Regions from separate parts of the Callithrix jacchus genome. Here region 2 is linked to region 1. The links are chromatin contacts, called in public Hi-C maps. All regions are on one chromosome and are shown on one strand. The core of a region is the stretch at or near the end of the contact, and the rest is flanking DNA. Distances in the headings are between cores, read along the strand shown.

Region 1 (2,788 bases), core at 60-2,559:
GATAATTTTTGTATTTTTAGTAGAGACGGGATTTTATCACGTTAGTCAGACTAGTCTTGAACTCCCAACCTCAGGTGATCCGACCGCCTCAGCCTCCCAAAGTGCTGGGATTACAGGTGTGAGCCACAGCGCCCAGCAGCTTTATAAAAACTGGCTGTATCTGATTCCTTCACAGTGGCTGGATATTCTCCTTTTGCCCATGTTTTCATGTTGTGGCAATGAGAAACAACACACATGGAGCTCTGGTAGATGCTTAAATATAAACTGAGGCACTTTGTCACACAGGGTACATTTGTTTAGTAATTGCCTATTAGTTTCTCCCTAAGAACATCACAATTTATCTTTTCTTTTTCTTTTTTTGAGACGGAGTCTCACTCTGTCACCCAGGCTGGGGTGCAGTGGTGTGATCTCGGCTCTCTGCAACCTCCGCCTCCCGGATTCAAGCAATTCTCCTGCTTCAGACTCCTGAGTAGCTGGGACTACAGGCGTGTGCCACCACACCCGGCTAATTTTTGTATTTTTAGTAGAGATGGAATTTTGCCATGTTGGTCAGGCTGGTTTTGAACTCCTGACCTCAGGTGATCCACCTGCCTCAGCTTCCCAAAGTGCTGGGATTACAGGCGTGAGCCAACGCGCCCAGCCCACAATTTATCTTTGATTTTTAAAAAAACATTATTGATTGAATCTGCCAGGCTTTATCTTAGAAACAGATTTCTCCCGGAAATAAAACCTTGCCAAAAATCAAGGGAACTTCAACTTCACCTTCATCAAACTAATTTGAATTTCCTGTAAGCTGGGGAGAGACTTTCCATGCTGGGGCTAAGAGGAGGGGAGTCAGAGAACTCGGAACTGGAGGGGAATTAAGCATTTCACGTAGGAACAGCACGTTATTGGGAGTTTACCTACAGAGATAAATTTGTTTTCTTTGGCTCGTGGTTCCACAAGGCCATGGGAGGAATTCCTAGGGAGTGACCGCAGAGTGAAAAATAATCTAGTTTATTTATATTTGACCACTCCCTAGACTCATCATGCAGTGTCTCAAGTCCCTACCCGGAACGGCTTGCACCCAATAAGCAAAACTTCCGCACCTGCCCCATCCCTTCCTGGAGCACATCCGGGACTCGAGGAGGCATGGTCTTGGGAGGCGGAGTCTGACACAAGCCGGCCCCGCCCCCTGGCTGAATTCACAGTCGCGCTCGCTCCTTCCCCCCGCCAGAGGTCGCAGGCTGCGAGAGTGGGTTCTTGGTTTGGCAAGCACCTGCCCCCTCCGGTCCATTCGGTCTCGCGAGAGAAAGCGCGAAGCCTGCCGGGAGGGAGCGTGATCGTCCCTAGGTTTGCTCAAAATGGCATCGTTGGAGGAAGAATTCACGTTGTCTTCGGTAGTCCTGAACGCCGGCTCTGAAGGACTCCTAGGCGTGGAGCAGACCAGCAAAACAGACCAGTTCCTAGTGACAGACAACGGCAGGACCGTCATCCTCTATAAGGTGAAGGCGATAGGATCGGGAGCGCCCCAACTGCCTTCTCGCCCCTTTCTGAGCGCGGATCCCGAGCTTCTCATAGCTTCAGAGAGAGATCGTGGAGTGGGCTTAGCGGAGAGCCAGCTTGGCCTGTCGGGAACGCTGAGTGAGGTCTAGAATCTGGATGCTTGCCTTCTTGTAAAGGCGTATTTCCGAGTTGCAGGGACAGAGCTTCTGAGTGCACGTGGGTTAGACTCGAAAAATAAAGAGAACCTGTGCTTTTGCTTCGGAACTCGCGGTGATGGCCTTGCTAAGATTCCGTCCTGGGGTCTTTAACATCTTAGCTGCCCGCGGGAGATTGGTTGGGCAGGAGAGGATGACACTGACAGACTAGGAATAGTGGTTTAGCCCTGTGTCTCTTCACACTTCACACTCCTCTCCTTGGGTGGGAGGGGGACAATTTTAGAGGGTGAGGGACTTTTCTTGATAGTTCGGTAAGAATCTTGACTCCAGGTGACTTGTCTATTGACACCTTGTGAATCCTGGAGTCGAGAGTCCCGGGAAAATCTGCAAGCCCTGCCCCCTTTTATGCCTAAAGCCTGATTAAGAACACTTTCTCACCTTGCTCTTGGCGGTCGCATGGAAAACAGTTACTTTTATCTGGGCCGCTGAACAGTTAACAGTTTTCCATGTTTACAGAAGTTAGCTATCTATCTGCTTTGACGTTTTGAGAACAGGTTGCCAGCAGCTCCTTGTTGTGTTTTGACTCTGCTGACTCTGTTGGGTTTTACTTGAGCTGTCAAGTAGATTTGCAGTTTTGCAGCTCCTACATAGGAATACAGGGGCTGATTGGAATTGGATAGACATGATCCCCAGCTGCCCCTCCTTAATTTCCCATACCTCTGTTCAGAGGCATAATAGAATTATTTTTTTAAATGTACTATTGTTTTTTAACAAAGGGTTGTTTACTTATTTAGGGACTTTGTTATCTTTTCATTTTAACTACCCCTTTAAAGTTTTGCCAGGGGTCGGTGGCTCATGCCTGTAATCCCAGAACTTTGGGAGGCCGAGGTGGGCGGATCACTTGAGGTCAGGAGTTTGAGACCAGCCTAGCCAACATGGTGAAATCCTGTGTCTACTGAAAATAGAAAAATTAGCCAGACGTGATGGTGTGCACTTGCAATCCCAGCTATTTGGGAGACTGAGGCTCGAGAATCGCTTGAACCTGGGAGGTGGATGTTGCAGTGAGCTGAGATCACACCAAACTCCAGCCTGGGCCACAGAAGGAGACCCTCTTTCTGGAATTGCAGGCTATAATTACAGGTGTAAGC
Region 2 (2,838 bases), core at 221-2,720, 330 kb before region 1:
CCTCAACCGTGTCACCCATCAGTAGAATATATCCTTCCAGAATCAGTGTCAGGAAATGTCCAGGAACCAGGAACCCAGCCTACACATCCCGATGTCCTACATGCATGCGTATGTGTGGCTAGCCAATCCCTTGCCTTCCTGCCTCTGGGAAGATTATTAGGTCTTCCACTTGTTTTCAAGTAAAAGTAAAAAAAAAAGAAAAAACAGCTTGAGTTTCTTTCCATATCACAGACTTTCAATGTGTTATTATTCAACACTGCAGTGTCAGATTTAGATTTTCCACCTCGAGGAATTTGGTTTAGCTTTAATTAGTTGCTGTGAATATTTCTGAGCCAACTCTGGAAAGCATTTATCTGGAAAATAGTTTCCACTAAAATATAAGCTGGATATAGGGTATCATTTTCCTAGCAGGGTCTGTATCAGTTCACACAGTTATAAATTCTCTCCAGTCCTCTGGATGACTTTTGCCACAAGCCCATCATCATCATATTGGTTAATTACTTATTAAACACAATTCAAAATACTATATTGAGGCATCAGTATCGCCATCCAAGCTCTAGCCTCAGGACTTCAGAGCATGAAGATTTTTCGGAGAAAAGATAATGCTTACAGGTTATTCTCATACAGGCAACTGATGCATTTTTCATCCGGCAACTTTTCAGAAAAACAAGTTGAAAAATACCAGACAAATGAAAAACAGTCCTCAGTAGTTCCATGCTGCTTCCTGAGTAACTGAAGAATGTGCTTCTTGTGGTTAAAATGAGGGATCTGTTTAATATGGATGAAATAGCAACACCCCAGGCATTTTCATTGACATTTCACTGTGACTTTTTGAACTTAGGAGTGCGGATCCAAAAACCTACCCTTTCTTTCTGCTGTGCGGAGCCTGAACAATCTGCAGAAAGATTGCAGAGCCGGGCCAGGCGAGGTAACAGGCTACGTGGGGTTTCTGTTCTCTCTGGTTGTCCTCCCCCCACCCCCCCGCCCGTTTGTACTTCATTTCCATTCATACGGCTGCACTTCCCAGTTTTCCAGGATCTCTCCTCTGAAACCAGGCAAGGGTTTGTTCTCGGACTCCCAAATCCCACCCTTTGCCTCTCCAGCCCTGGACCTGCTGACTGGACCCCAAATAGGTGGTGGGCATTAGTGACTTGTCCCTAGGGCCAGGGGACCAGAAACTGCCCAGAGGGGCTGCACGGAGCACAGTGGTACTCAGAGCACATTGGAGAGCGGATTCAGAGGGCAAAGGAGCCGAGGGAAGCCCCTCTGCCCGAGCCTCCCCAGCGCCCGCCGGGCTCCGCTCCCGAGCAGCCCCGCCGTCTGGCAGAGACATGCTGTTTTGTTTAAATCCTCCACATTCTTTGCCATTTCCCCATTGGCCGGATGGGGCTACCCTCCCCGCCGCGGCCGCTGCTGATGTCAGCCTCGCTCGCGCTCGCTCCTCCCGCACCCACCTCCCGGCCCCAGGCACACTGCATCGGCGCGGACGCTCCGGCCCCGGCAAGGTGGCTGCAAACTCGCGGGCACGCACGGCGCCCGGGGAGCCGAGGGACTCGGGGGAGGGGACGCGCGCGGAAGGCGCCAGCTTCCTCCCACCCGCCCCTGGCAGCCGCGAGCCGAGGTTGGAGGCGCCCGGGGCCCCAGGCGGGCAGAGCCGAGCGGCCGCGGCGGCGGCTTCCCTTTTCTCCCGGAGCCGAGCCCCAGAGCGGCGCGGGGACCGGCCCTAAAAAGAGCAGGAAATCTTGTTTACCGCCTGCGGAGAGGAGCCGATCGAGCCTTTGTCTGGAAAGTCAGCATCTCCGGCTCCGGCTGCTATGTGTTCCTGGTGACATTAGCCTCGGGCAGACCCGCTGAAGGAGGGCGGTCGCCAGGTTCCCGTCTGCTTTCGGGGGCGGATTGAGCGGGGGACTTTTGTGCATTCGTTTTGATTTTGGGGAACCTCTCTTTTTTTCCTCCCTCGCCCGCTGCCGGGCATGTCCTGATCTGGCGGCCGCTCCTACCACCTCGGGCTGAGGATCAGAGCCGTCCCCAGCGGGTCTCCCTGCTGCCTGACTTTGCAACACCGCGTTCCGGGAGCACCGGCCTCGGCGACGGAGGAGGCGGGGAAGCCGCGAACACCCCAGACCCAAACCCTGACATGCTACGGGGCGGAGAGGAGGAAGCCAGGAGCTGAGCGCGCCGCGGGGGCTGCTTCGCCCGCCGGCTCCGAGCGCTGGGCTCCGGGCGCCCTGCCCTGCGCCTGGGCGGCAGCCTTGCTGGTCTGGGGGGCGCCCCCCGCTTCCCGCCCTGGGGGTCCGCGGCCGGCAGGACCATGCTGCTGAAGGAGTACCGGATCTGCATGCCGCTCACCGTGGACGAGGTAAGCGCCGCGCCCGGCCCGGCCTCGCCCGCTCCGGTATCCCCGCCGCCGCCTCCCGGCCGGCGAGCCCCGGCGGGAGGCAGGAAACCCAGGTGGACCGTACCTCGCAAGCCCGAAGGCTGGAGGAGACAAGGGGGCGCATTTGCAGCTTCCACTAGTCACCCGGGCCGGGGAGGGCGGTGCTGGGTGGGGCGGCGGACTCCGGGCGGGCTCTTTGGGGGCGCCCAGAATCCAGACTGTTGGGGTTCACAATGAGCCAAAAGGAGTGGGTGCGCCCCCTCTCTCCAAATAAGAAAATGAATAAAGCAAACCCAAGGGCCCCCAGTGCGCGCTGTAGCTGGGGTGTGGGGGACACCCCGTCCTGACAGTGGGCCCAGCCTTCCCTCTCCGCCCTCTGAGGTCTGGTCGGAGTACGAGGAGAAGCCCTGCGCCCTCGGGATCTGCACGCCCCGAGCCCCGCGGGGGGCACCTCGGAGCCC

Evidence for each region. A called contact is a pair of places that touch in the nucleus more often than the background predicts.
Region 2: a Hi-C map of skeletal muscle shows a contact between it and region 1, with 6 times the contacts expected there. The contact joins the promoter of PITPNC1 here to the promoter of NOL11 in region 1. A contact is called at or near these places in 2 of 3 Hi-C or Micro-C datasets (induced pluripotent stem cells and skeletal muscle).

Annotation. Positions count from the first base shown.
Region 1 is chr5:90,548,544-90,551,331 of calJac240_pri, reverse strand. NOL11 (nucleolar protein 11) reads left to right here and starts at 1,309. Exons shown (of 18, transcript XM_017972776.4): 1 at 1,309-1,484. The coding sequence starts at 1,344.
Region 2 is chr5:90,876,728-90,879,565 of calJac240_pri, reverse strand. It overlaps PITPNC1 (phosphatidylinositol transfer protein cytoplasmic 1), which reads left to right and starts at 1,470. Exons shown (of 9, transcript XM_002748676.7): 1 at 1,470-2,359. The coding sequence starts at 2,312. The region is part of intron 1 of LOC118153754 (a long non-coding RNA gene); the gene reads right to left.